2 separate regions of the Sus scrofa genome follow, and region 2 is linked to region 1. A link is a contact called in public HiChIP or PLAC-seq data. All regions are on one chromosome and are shown on one strand. The core of a region is the stretch at or near the end of the contact, and the rest is flanking DNA. Distances in the headings are between cores, read along the strand shown.

Evidence for each region. HiChIP or PLAC-seq counts read pairs in DNA pulled down with a chosen protein or histone mark.
Region 2: an H3K27ac HiChIP or PLAC-seq map of alveolar macrophages shows a contact between it and region 1. The contact joins two enhancer-like sites. A contact is called at or near these places in 3 of 5 promoter capture datasets (fetal liver, fetal skeletal muscle and liver), 9 of 47 Hi-C or Micro-C datasets (blood, embryonic fibroblasts, fetal heart ventricle and 4 more) and 1 of 2 datasets of contacts at active chromatin or transcription factors (alveolar macrophages).

The regions. Positions count from the first base shown.
Region 1 is chr10:33,182,399-33,189,240 of Sscrofa11.1, reverse strand. NFX1 (transcriptional repressor NF-X1) reads left to right here. Exons shown (of 25, transcript XM_021064702.1): 3 at 5,704-5,862. Among named protein-coding and RNA genes, the nearest start is that of NFX1, 15 kb to the left of the region's middle. Within about 2 kb of position 3,475, at least 1 of the 83 cell types and tissues checked has an H3K27ac peak or open chromatin away from gene starts, as enhancers often do. A contact at or near this core is called in alveolar macrophages, where this site is marked.
Region 2 is chr10:33,381,442-33,388,283 of Sscrofa11.1, reverse strand. No RefSeq gene overlaps it. Among named protein-coding and RNA genes, the nearest start is that of SMU1, 15 kb to the left of the region's middle. Within about 2 kb of position 4,058, at least 18 of the 83 cell types and tissues checked have an H3K27ac peak or open chromatin away from gene starts, as enhancers often do. A contact at or near this core is called in alveolar macrophages, where this site is marked.

The DNA of each region.
Region 1 (6,842 bases), core at 2,226-4,725:
TCATTCCCTCTTCAGTCTACGCCTTATCGTAGGTTGTTCGAAGTAGTATCCTTTCACCAAGACATTTGGCAGAATCCCAGCCCTGGACTGATGCTGCAGTTGAGCTGATCTGTCCCATCTGGGTGACAGAATGCCATTCCAGGAAATTGTATAACAGTACAGATTTGGTGCTGCTGCAAATTCACTCACCTTCTATGAGAAGCCTTCCTGATCACCCTGTTTAAATCTATAATCCTTCCCCAACTGCCAGCATTCTCTTTTCCTTCTCTGTTGCACTTATTACTATTTGATGATGCTACTTATTATTTATTTGCTTATTGGCTATCTTTCTCCACAAGATAATAAACTTCTTAAGGGCAGAAGATTTTTGTGTTTGTTCATTGTATATCCTTAGTGTCTAAAGAGTGCCTGGCACATAGTAAATGCCCAGTAAGTATTTTTGAATAGTGGTCTCCAACTTCAGGTGGCTTTCATCACCTCTAGTTTCCCCTTATGTGATCTTGGGTAGCTATCCTTCCCATTTTCACCAAAGACTACTCCAAACCTTCTCCACACTTATTCAGACCTTCCTAACATTCATTTCTCAGCCTCAGCGGACCTCCTTGCCTCCTGTTTCACTGAGAAAGGGTATAATTTTCTCAACCTTTTGCTCTCTAAACAACTCAGAGCCATCTGGGCCTGTTCTTTCTTTTCTTTTATTCTGAGAGCGCCTTTATTGCCTTCTACCAACCTTTTCATTTTCACACCTACCACTCCAAGCTCTCAGCCTGAAGCTCTTCTCGAGTCTGTCCTGCTCTCTTAAAAGAAAAAATTCCCTGTTATGTGACCTGCCAAGAATGTTTCTTTCCTTCCATTCAGTCTAATCAAGAGTCATCTGCTCTGTGCCTTTTCCCTGTTTTGATTCACTTCTCAGTCTTCTGCCAGCATCACCATCTTGACTCAGAGAGTTACTGGTAAGGTCATGAATGACACAGTCTTTATTATCCTGAACTTCCCTTTGAGTTTGACACAAAGGGATCTTTTCTGAAATATAACTTCCTTGACTCCTTTAGTACCTCAAACTTCTGGTCCTCCTTGTTCTGCTTGACTTGTTGCTGCTTGTGACTTCATGTTTCTCTTCCTCCACCTCGACCCTAAATGTTGGTGTTTCCTGGGGCTTTATCTCAGCCCTCTCTCTTAACTTGGTAGATCTCATTGGGAGATTACATCAGTTCTATACTTTCAGCTATTGCCTCTATGCTGTGCTGACTTGTAATCCTTTACTTCCAGTCGATAAGCACTGCCACAAGCCTTAGACTCACATAAATGAATGTGACGTCTGACATATGCTTCAGATTCAGCAAGACTATCTTGAATATGTTGACTATGCTTATGTTGTATAAGCTTTTAAAAAACAGCTGCCATAGTGTTCCCTGGTGGGCTAGCGTTTAAGGATTTGGCATTATCGCTGCTGTGGCTCCATTTTGATCCCTGGCCAGGGGACTTTCACATGCCATGGACACAGCCAACACACACACACACACACACACACACACACCTGCTTTACCTTCAAGAACGTAGCTTACTAAACTTGCTAAGGTAAATAACTTTTATTCCCACCATCCAGATATAATCAGCTTTAACTTTTTATTGTTAGAGAATTTTTCTTTTTTTTTTTTTTTTTTTTTTTTGTCTTTTTGCATTTTCTAGGGCTGCCTCTGTGGCATAAGGGGATTCCCAGGCTAGGGGTCTAATCGGAGCTGTACCCGCTAGCCTACCACAGCAATGTGGGATCTGAGCCGCATCTGCAACCTATACCACAGCTCACGGCAACGCTGGATCCTTAACCCACTGAGCAAAGCCAGGGATCAAACCCAAAATCTCATGGTTCCTAGTCAGATTCGTTAACCACTGAGCCACAACGGGAACTCCAAGAATTTGTCAATGCTCAGTTTTACATAGTTGAAATGATATAAATTATTTTTAAATTTTTATCCTTTTTGTTTATGATAATGTAATGGTTTCCTACTCAATCTTTGAAAACCCTTTTTTTTTTCCTTTTCAAGGCTGCACCTGTGGCATATTGAAATTCAGGGGCTAGGGGTTGAATCAAAGCAGCAGCTGCAGTCTGCACCACAGCTACAGTAACACCGATGTGAACTGCGTCTGTGACCTATGCCACAGCTTTCGGCAATCCTGGATTCTTAACCCACTGAGCTAGGTGAGGCCAGGGCTTGAAACCACATCCTCACAGATACTATGTCAGGTTCTTAACCTGCTGAGCCTCAATGGGAACTCTGAAAACCTTATTTTATTTTATTTATTTTTGTCTTTTTAGGGCCACACCTGAGGCATGTGGAAGTGCCCAGGCTAGGGGTCAAATTGAAGCTGCAGCTGCTGGCTTATACCACAGCCACAGCAACATGGGATCTGAGCTGCATCTGCAGCTTACACCACAGCTCACAGCAATGCCAGATCCTTAACCCACCAAGTGAGGCTAGGAATTGAACCCACATCCTTATGGATATTAGATTCGTTACTGGTGAGCCACGACAAGAACTCTGAAAACGTTATTTTAAGTTAATATGTAATGTGCCATAGATATACATTAATATTTAAACAATCTCCCATTTGTTTTATTTATTCTTTTTTTTTTGCTGATATATTTTAAAGTAAATTCCAGATATCAGTTTATTTCACTTTCATATGCTTTTTAGTATACATCTATTTTTTTCTTTTCTTTTTAGGGCTGCACCCACGACATAGGGAAGTTCCCAGGTTAGGGGTGGAATTGGAACATAGCTGCTGGCCTACACCACAGCCACAGCCACACAGGATCCAAGCCATGTCTGCGACACCTCACAGCAATGCTGGATCCTTAACCCACTGAGCAAGGCCAGGGATCAAACCTGCGTCCTCATGGATACTAGTTGGGTTCATTACTGCTGAGCCACATGGAAATTCCAGTGTATATCTATTTTTAAACATGGCCATTTTCTTACATAATCATGTTGCCATTATTATGCTTATCAAAATTAGTGATAATTCCTTGAAATCATCTAGATCTGCTCAGTCCACAATTGAATTTCCTCGTTTGCTTCAAAAATGTCTTTTTACATTTGGATTTTTCAAATCACAGTTGCTTTTGGTTGTTTGGAGTTTTGTTTTATTTTTTATTACATTTTATTGGAGTATAGTTGTCTTACAAAGTTGTGTTCATTTTAGGTGTACAGCAAAGTAAATCAGTTATACATATACTGATATCCATTATCTGTTAGTATATCAGTTATCCTTAGGAATCTGCCTGCCAGTTTAGGGCTAGAAAGGAGGCCATTGTCATCCCGGAGTAGTAACCTAAGGAAAGAGGAATCACAGGTGAGGACCAGGCGGTGACAAAGCCTTTGTAAGGCTTTCACAGGCATGTGATGTAGGAACCATTGGCAAGTTCTGAGCAGAAGAGTGCGTCATCTCATTTACATTTTGACGGGCTCCCTCTGGCTGCTGTGGTGAGAATAGACTGAAGTGGGCAAGGGCAGAAGTAGGAAGACCATTTAGGAGGTGATTGTAGTAATAACAGGTGAGTAAATAGTGGCTTAGACCAGAGTGTTAGCAGCAGAGGTGGGATTCTGAATATATCTCAAAGGTAGAGCAAGCAGGATTTGCCGACATATTGAACATGGAATGAGAGAGATGGCCTTTGGAATGGGTTTAGCAATAATTTGTAGGCTGTTTAAAGTTGACACCTGTCACCATGTAACTAAATATGTGTGCATCCTGGTGGTCAAATTTCACTGTGACTGGACTTAGAAACATCACAATAATTATTTATTTGTTTGCTTTTTAGAGCCGCACCCATGTCATATGGAGATTCCCAGGCTAGGGGTTGAATTGGAGCTACAGCTGCAGCAGTGCAGGATCCGAGCCTCGCCTGCAACTTACACCACAGCTCACAGCGATGCCGGATCCTTAACCCACTAAGCAAGGCCAGAGATCAAACCTGCATCCTCATGGATCATAGTTGGTTTTGTTAACTGGTGAGCCACGAAGGGAACTTCCACAATAATTATTTATTAACAAGCAATAAACTTAATGAATAAGAAACAGTAAAATAAAGACAGTCTTCAGGGTAAAAATCAAAACAATAGTCAATTTTAGTATTCTCGGGTGTGTCCCATAGTTCACTTGCCTTTCTGTGTCCTTTAGTTCACTTATCTTTCTGTGTCCTTTGCTTCTAACTTACTTCTATTTTGGAATGGCCAACAGGCATTTTCTATAAAATTCACTGCAAGTATAATTCTCACAGACAATTCCTCTGCTTCCATCAGCCTCTTATATAGATAGCTCAAACTTAATCTTACTGTATAATGAGCTCTCTCTTCCCTCACTTACCCCTGCAGAATCTTCCACGTGTAGCAAGGTAACTGGTATAATTAACTTTTATTCAGAAATGTTAACCTATGCAGGGTAGGGTATCCCTACTTTCAAGAAAGGGAGTTCCCTTTATGGCTCAGTGGTAACAAAGCTGACTAGTATCCATGAGGACTCGGATAAGAACCTCTATCAGTGGGTTAAGGATTCAGCATGGCCATGAGCTTTGGTGTAGGTCACAGACACAGCTCGGATCTGACATTGCTGTGGCTGTAGTGTAGGCCAGCAGCTGCAGCTCTGATTTGACCACTAGCCTGGGAACTTCCACATGCCACGGGTGCAGCCCTAAAAAAAAAAAATAAAAACAACAACAAAAAAGGAAGAATCTAAGTCTGATTCTTCTGTTTTTATAATGAATTCAGTTTAAGATGTGCTCATCTATGTCTAAAGCAGGTAGATTTCCCTTTAATTAGCCACTCAGATTGTCTTTATTCCAGGCTTTCCCCAGAGCAAAAAAGCTATCCCAGAAATTTAACCAAAGTCTAAAACTTTCTAAGAAGAGAGACTATGGAACAGGCTAGATGATCCTCATTTATTCCTTCATCCATTCATTTGATAAATAATACTGAGCGCCTAATATATGCCAGGGACTAGAAATACTATAGTGAGCAAGGCACATACACTGGTCCTGCCTCGTAGAGATTACAGTTTTGGTGTTCTTTATTTCTTTTGACATTGAACTGGACAAACAAAGTAATCTTAGGAAGCTAATATTATGAACTGATTAAAATGTTAGCTTTCAGAGTTCCCTGGTGGCCTAGTGGTTGAGGATCCAGCATTGTCACTGCTGTCTTTGGTGGGTCTGTCAACTAAAGACTTTTCAGGGCATCTACTAGAACCGTCTCTCCACCTTGGATTGTTGGATCCTGTCCAGGTTTAGGTTTCTTGTACCTGACCACTGCAGCTTTGCAAGCCCCTCCCTAGCCTGAATCCATAGATGTGGTAGCTTCAGACAGGGCAAGGCAAGGTGCTATAGTACGCTGCCCCTCTGAATGCTCAAGCTATGTGTTAGGGGCATTTGGCTACTCTGGTCGGATCCTGGGCAGTTTCTTGGGAACATTTCCTCAATTGTGAAAATCCCTACCTTAATGTCTGCTTCTTAAATCCTCTACCTCAGCATATTCTTGCCCCTTCCTGGTCTCAAACTCTCAATAGCCACCTGACGCAGAATTAGGCATCCCTTAAAACCTCTGCATTCCTCTGCATTTGAATTCTTCTCTCAAATGCCTTGCTGATCCTTGGTTGACTAAAGTAAGGAATGTTTTTCTGCATTTATCTGTTTGTTTTTTTAAACAGGTTCTCTAATTGAACAGCTGACTACAGAAAAATATGAGTGCATGGTGTGCTGTGAATTGGTTCGTGTCACAGCCCCTGTGTGGAGTTGTCAGAGCTGTTACCATGTGTTTCATTTGAACTGCATAAAGAAATGGGCAAGGTCTCCAGCGTCTCAAGCAGGTCAGTCATTTCTTTCTTAGTAGTTATTCTCACCCATGTGATATCTTCAGGTATTAAACTTAGCTTTAAAAATACCACTTAATTCCTCCTGAGTATTTTACCTGCAGGGAATGTATGTTGCCTTGATCACATGTTTCAGATGACCATTATTAAGCTATAAATCTTAAACCAGCTAAACATAAACTAAAATATATGTAGGGTACAACAGGGTCAGTCACTTTTTTTTTTTTGGCCGTGCCCACGACATGCAGAAGTTCTTAAGCCAGGATTCAAACCCATGCCACAGATGTAACCAGAGGCACAGCAGTGACAACGCTGGATCCTTAACCCACTGAACCTCCAGAGTTAGTTCGACTGAAAATGGTAGCTTTTACCTAAGTGGCAGTTATAGAAAACAGTTTTTTTGGTGGGGGGTATTTTATTTTATTTTTTATTTTATAATAACTTATTTTTTCCATTCTAGCTGGTTTACAGTGTTCTGTCAGTTTTTCTACAGTTTTTTTTAAATTGAAGTATAGTTGACTTACAGTCTCCTGTAAGTTTCAAGTGTACAGCATAGCGATTCACAATTTTTAAAGGTTATATTCCATTTATTGTTATTATAAAATATTGACTAGGAGTTCCCTGTGTGAGTCAGTGGTTAACCAACCAGACTAGGATCCATGAGGTTGCGGGTTTGATCCCTGGCCTTGCTCAGTGGGTTAAGGATCCGGCGTTGCCATGAGCTGTGGTGTAGGTCACAGAGGCGGCTCAGATCTTCTGTTGCGGTGGCTGTGGTGTAGGCCAGCAGCTGTAGCTCAGTTTCAACCCCTAGCCTGGGAACTTCCATATGCCTTGGGTGCAGCCCTAAAAAGCAATCAATCAATCAATCAATCAATAAAATACTGACTATATTCTCTGTATTGTACTATATATCCTTGTAGCTTATTCATTAGAAAACATTTCTTGTTTAGTTTGCTTCAGAAAATTTGTAAAGCAAT
Region 2 (6,842 bases), core at 2,809-5,308, 200 kb before region 1:
AGCAGGGGTCCAGACCTCAGCAGAGTAGCCTGTCTCTCTGCCCTGGCTGCTGGCGACAATACTGTGCTGAGCCCCCCTGGACACCAAGTGTCAGCCCAGGGAAGGGACAGGGCTGAACAATGGGATGAAGTAGTTGTAGTGTCTGTGACCCAAGGGCTGCTTTTTGCTGCCCAGAGTGATGCTTCCAGGGGGCAGAAAGCAGCCCTGCTTCTTCCTCAGGTCCATGTGGGCCCTCTGTTCTCAGGGGTCTCCCTTCCTCCCTGTTCCCGTGACCCAGGCCTCCTGCATCCTCATGGATGATTTATTTATTTATTCGTCTTTTTAGTGCTGTTCGTGTGACATATGGAAGTTTCCAGGCTAGGGTTCGAATTGGACAGCTGCCAGCCTGTGCCACAGCAACACAGGATCTGAGCTGCATCTGCAGCCTACACCATAGCTCAGGGCAACACTGGACCTTTAACCCACTGAGTGAGGCCAGGGATGGAATCTGCATCCTCATGGATCCTAGTCGGGTTTGTAACCCACTGAGCCATGGCAACAGGAACTCCTTGTGGATGATTTTAGTGTTAACCCTCCCCTTTGTCTCCCAGATGGAAGCTGCACTGATGTCCCCAATACAGGGTGCTGCTGCCACAAAATATGCCATTTTCCTGGGGGCTTTAAAACTATAAAAGGGGAGTTCCTCCCCCTTTTGTGGCACAGTGGTTAACGAATCCAACTAGGAACCATGGGGTTGTGGGTTCGATCCCTGGCCTTGCTCAGTGGGTTGGAGATCCGGTGTTGCCATGAGCTATGACGTGGATCGCAGACTTGACTCGGATCCCGAGTTGCTGTGGCTGTGGTGTAGGCCAGCGGTTACAGCTCCAATAGACTCCTAGCCTGGGAACCTCCATATGCTGAGGCCACGGCCCTAAAAAAGGCAAAAAGACAAACAACAACAACAACAGAATAAAAAAAAAAAACTATAAAAGAAACAAAACAGAAACCAGGCTCATGGGTCCAGCCCTCTGTCTACAGTACATTTCTCTTGGCAATGTTATGGAAGCCAGACTCCTGATAAGGGCCCTGTCTTCTGGCTGAGGCAGGGCACCACTCAGCTTCCTGCCTCCAGCTTCCATGCTTTTTTGTGGAGGAAGAGACAGGATGAGTGGCTGGATCATGGTCCTGTGGCCAGAGCCCCAGGCTGGTACTCAGGAGACCTGGATCAGATACTAACTCTTCTGAGTGACCTTGTGCAAGTCTCATGACTTCCCTGAGCCTAAGCTTCTCCTGATGGGGATTATTGTAATGAGCAATGCTGCACAGGTGGGAAAGGGCTGGATGTGTTCAAAAGGGGAGAAGCCTTTGGAGTTCCCATCGTGGCTCAGTGGTTAACAAACCCCACTAGGATCCATGAGGACATGGATTCAGCCCCTGACCTTGCTTAGTGGGTTAAGGATCTGGTGTTGCCGTGAGCTGTGGTATAGGTTGCAGACTCGGCTTGGATCCTGCTTTGCTGTGGCTGTGGTGTAGGCCAGCAGCTGCAGCTCCAATTGGACCCCTAGCTGGGAACCTCCATATGCCATGGGTGCAGCACTAAAAAGACAAAAGACAAAAAAAAAGAAAAAAAAGAAAAGGGAAGAAGGCTTAGAGTTCCCTTTGTGGCTCAGCAGGTGAAGAACCCAACTAGTAACCATGAGGATGTAGGTTTGACCCCTGGTCTCACTCAGTGGCTTAAGGACCCTGCATTACCACAAGCCATGGTGTAGGGCACATATGCGACTTGATCTGGCTTTGCTGTGGCTGTGGTTTAGGCCAGTAGCTGCAGCTCCAATTTGACCTCTGGCCTGAGAACTTCTATATGCCTCAGGTGTGGCCCTAAAAAGAAAAAAAAAGAAAGAAAAAAGGACAGAGAGGCCTTGTGAGGGATCACACTCCTGCAGCAGTTAAGCAAGTCCTCCTGTCCCCTCTGTCACTACTGATGCAACTTTGGTGAATGGGGAACTATATAGCTGGGGCCTGGGAACTGGCCTGTTTCCTGCACTGCTGTTGTCAGGGAAAAGTGAAGTCACTGAAGCCACAGCATTAGGACTTTTCCCACAAGGGAGCACTCTGAAGGCCCCACCTATGGCCCAAGTCCCTGGCTGGATAACCGCTGGTGGCCCACCCTGTCCAAGTCTCTCAGTGTGGGAAGTTCCAGCTGGCTGGGCCCTGGGAAGCAGAGTGGGGTGGGGCAGCACCGAGCACACAGCTCTTGGCACCCCACAAGACAGAGATTCAAAGATGGGGGTGTGCTCACTTACCAGTCATGGCCTCATACCCACCCTCCCCTGGCACATGCCTCCCAGCAGGGATGAGGTCCAGGAGGACATGCCAGTGGTCCAGCTCTCACATCTGGGCCGGAAATGAGTCTCCAAGAGCTCCAGGCTTGGGGCTGTATCAAAATCCGATGGCAGGGCCTCCCTTCTGGATTCAGGGGCCAGAGATCCATGGGCAGTGGGGTCCCCCTCACCTCCTGCTAAAGACATGCTCCTCCCAGGGGCCTGCTCAGGTGCCTCAGGCCAACCTTGACCCTAAAAGCCAGGACATAGGGCCCCCCCACCCAGACATTTTTTGTTTGTCAACAATTTTTTTTTTTTTTTTGCTTTTTAGGGCCACATCTGCAGTATGTGGAGGTTCCCAGGCTAGGGGTCGAATTAGAGCTGTAGCCACTGGCCTACGCCACAGCCATGGCAACACCAGATCCAAGCCACATCTGGGACCTACACTACAGCTCATGGCAACACTGGATCTTTAACCCAAAGAATGAGGCCAGGGATTGAATCTGCATCCTCGTGGATGCTAGTCAGATTCATTTCTGCTGAGCCACGACAGGAACTCGTTTGTCAACATTTTTATCACCCAAGTGTAACAGGCATGACTATCCAGTGGTTCAGAGGGAAACAGGGCAAAACTGTCCCAACTTTATTTTTCTAAATCTCAGAGAATTGCTCAGCATAAACGGAACTCCCATCCAGCCTCCACGGACATCCTCTGGAAGGAGGGAGCCTCATCTCCTTTCTGCATCTGGGCACTTTCAGGGAGTCCAACTCCCCATTCATTCTCTCAATGGGACTGTACTATTAAAGGCCTCCGGCCTCAGGCAGCTCCCAAAACACTGAAGGTTGTTAGCCCAGAATGGGAGCCTGGCCACCGTAGGCAGAGAAGGGAGATCCGATCTTCATTTATCGCTGGTGCCTCTGCTCCCGCAAACAATTACAGAATAATTTCTGCAGTAAATTATTCAGATATTTCCCTAGCGTATATGGAAATGCCATTCTGCAGTTTGCTTCTTTCCCCCTCAAACCTCTTTGCAATCGATAAGTATAGATCCACTTCCTCACTCTCAGTCCTCACCTAGTACTTAATCATTTGGATGCACCTCATTTTACTTAGCACAGTCCCTCATGGGTGGTGGCTTCTGGGTTTTTCACTATTGCAAGAAACAGCACAGTAAACGCTGCTGCACAGAACATATATACTCCTGAGCTTCTCCCTCGGGTTGGATGGGATAATCAGAAAGCCTGAGTCTGGAAAACCAAAGGGAGAGCTTATGAGAGGAATCTGCCTGAGCTCGGAGGGCCTTAGGCAAAAGCGGAAGATGGCAACGGCAACCTGGACTCAGCCCTCCCCACTGCCTAGAGCTGTTAACAGTTTATCCTGAGATGTTCAGGGAGTCCTGGCAGGGAAGGCAGGGGGTGAGGCTGCTGTTTTTGTTTTGTTTTGATTTTCCCTTCTTGGCCACCTGGTGGCATTTGGAGTTTCCAGGCCAGGGATCAGATCCCAGCCACAGTTGCAACCTATGCCACAGCTGCGGTAATGTTGGATCCTTTGACCCACTGTGCAGGCCAGGGATCAAACCTGCATCTGGGGTGCTGCAGAGATGCCGCTGATCCCCTCAAGCCACAGTGGGAACTCCAATCCTGCTATTTCTACAAATGAAGACAAATAAAATGACTTCCTCCAAGGCAGTATAATGGGTGAGTCTCAGGGTCAGGAGGAAACCCAAGACCACAGCACTTCCTCCTTGGGGGAGGGCTACTATGGGGAGGCCAAGGGTGGATTCTCAGAGCAAGTCATGGAGTTCCCATTCTGGCTCAGTGGTAATGAACCTGACCAGTATTCATGAGGATGCAGCTTCGATCCCTGGCCTCACTCGGTGGGTTAAGGATCCGGCGGTGTTGTAGTGAGCTGTGGTATAGGTCACAGACTCAGCTTGGATCTGGGATCTGGCATGGCTGTAGCTGTGGTGTAGACCACAGCTGCAGTTCTGATTACACCCTTAGCCTGGGAACTTCCATGTGCTACAAGTGTGGCCCTAAAAAGACCAAAAAAAAAGCATAAAACAGAAGATCAAACTGAGGTTCCGAGAGGGCCATGGACTTGCCGAGAGTGATACATCATGTAGGCAATGACCGTTGTTTTTACGGCTTCTCCCTGGCCCTCTTCCCAGGCCCCCTGACTCATGACCTGGCACACAGCTTGTTCAAGTGCAGGTATCCTGGGAGCGCTACAGTCCTCTGGTTTCTGCTCTGTTGACCCCATCGCTCTGCATGACATCCACACCCCGCAGGCCTGGGTACAGGTCCTGGAGCCCAGATGCAGACGGCAGCCACATTCCCTGCCCGGGGACTCTGCCAGAGAAGGAAATGAGGCTTGTCTGGCACAACTGGCTCAGCCAGGCAAACCTCATTTCCTTTCTGATGGAGTAAGAAGTTCCAGTTCTAAGAAACTGGCCCCTAGGAATGTCTGCTCTCCCACCACCTGGAAGAAACGAGGGGAGGGGAGACCAGGAGTGTGGTGGAGACTTGGCAATACCTAGAACTCGGTCATCTTCTCATTTCCTCAACCTCTCCCCCCACCCTCCCCCACAGCTGCCCTCTGTCACTGCTGCCTGGGCACACCTTGACGGGCACCCACCCCCTGCCTCCCAAGGGTAACTATGGGTCACTGGTTTGTCATCCAGGTCACAAAAAAAGGTACTTATATGTGTGTGTGTGTGGGGGGGGTGGATGTCACACTCACCAGATCCACACCTTTGGCTTCTGGGTTCTGTATGGCTCAGATTTGGTTGGGGCCCCAGATGAAGTGGGAGACTAAAGGGACTTCCCAAGGAAATGGCCAACTCCTGGCTGGCTAAGAGCCTGGCCCCGGGCCCCTTCCTGCCACCTTCACCGTGGAGGCTACTGGGGTGAGGGATGTGGTTCAAGCCCCAGTCCTTTCTAAAGGCAGCCTTTCCAAACACTTTCACTCAGGAAAGGCAGGAAGGGGTGACAAATAGCACTGGCAAGGTCCTGGGAGGCTCAAGAAGAGGAGGAGGAGTGGTCACTTACCCTGAGGTCCAGTCATCCGACTGTCACAGAGTTAAGCCCCAGACATGTGCCCTAGGAGAGGAAAAAAGGAAGATCCCCGCACACCTGGTGCGTGCATGTATACACGTGGGTAACATGTGCACAGCTGCCTGCATGTACCCGTCAGCACGCGTGTCCACTGGCACTTCAGCAAATATTTGTAACATGTGTAATGCTCATTATGAGCCAGGCATGGTCTGAGAGCTTTGTAAGATTAACTCACCTGATCCTCCTGACAGCCTAATGAAAGAGGTGCTATGATTCCTACTACACAGATGAACAAACTGAGGCACAGAGAGCCTAGGTCATTTGCTCAAGGTCGTAGAACTAGGCAGAGGCAGCAGTAGGATTTGCACCTAGGAATTCTGGCCTCTCGCAGGCTCATTTCAGGCGTGTTAGTGCACATGCATCTTCGAGGATTGGGCATCTTTGGGGAGGGTGGAGTCTCCCACTTAAGCAGGACTTTATAGCTTGCAAAGCCCTGTAAGGCAGCACCTTGTACCAAGGAATCTCCTGGTCAAAAATCAAATCTGAGTCCCAGCCACCTCTGCTCAAGCCTGAGACCACCAGGGATCCTTCCAGCAGTCATAGGCATGGGTGGTGACAGCCAGGCAGCCCTGGTGGGGCTACGAGAGGCTGCTCTTCCTGCTCCCGTTTCCCAATGGGTCCCACAATCTCAGCTCATCCTAGCAGGGCCTGCAGTACTCTCAGACGGGACAACTGGGGTGACCTCCCCTGTACCCTGGTTTCCTCTGGCCCATTTCTCCCAGATGCCAGTTCAATCCAGGCAGCACATTAGAGGCTGCTGGTGCCTGGTACCAGGGCACTAGGGAGAAGGCGGCGCCCAGGGTACTTACCGTTTCAAGTCCTTGGGTCACAGCCAAGACCCTCCCCCATTTTTAAGGGCTGCACCTGCAGCATGAGGAAGTTCCCAGGCTAGGGACTGAATCGGAGCTGCAGCTGCCAGCCTACACCACGGTCACAGCAACACCAGATCCGAGCCATGTCAGCAATCTACACCACAGCTCACAGCAACACCAGATCCTTAACCCACTGAGTGGGGCCAGGGATTGAACCTGGTCCTCATGGATAATGGGTGGGTTTGTTACTGCTGAGCCGCAACAGAAACTCCACAGCTGGTTAAATATCTTGGGGCTAACAAGAAAGCTTATTTACCTAAATTATCATACCTTGGGTAAATGGCTCTGAGTACTATCTCAGAACCACGCTGGCTGGCATTGGTGGAAAACAGCAGAGTGTGGCTAGAGAACGCTGGGGAAACTTCTCCTCTGAAGTGGCATCAGCTACTACACAGGGAGTCCCTGTGAGGTGGCAGTCATCGTTTTAGATACCATCTCTTTTAAGCCTCAAAAAGTCTCTGTTACTATTCCCATTTTACAGATATGAATATGAGACTCAGATGGGGAAATGGCCGGTTCCAGGGAGGTGCGTGTACACTGTGTGATCCCAGGC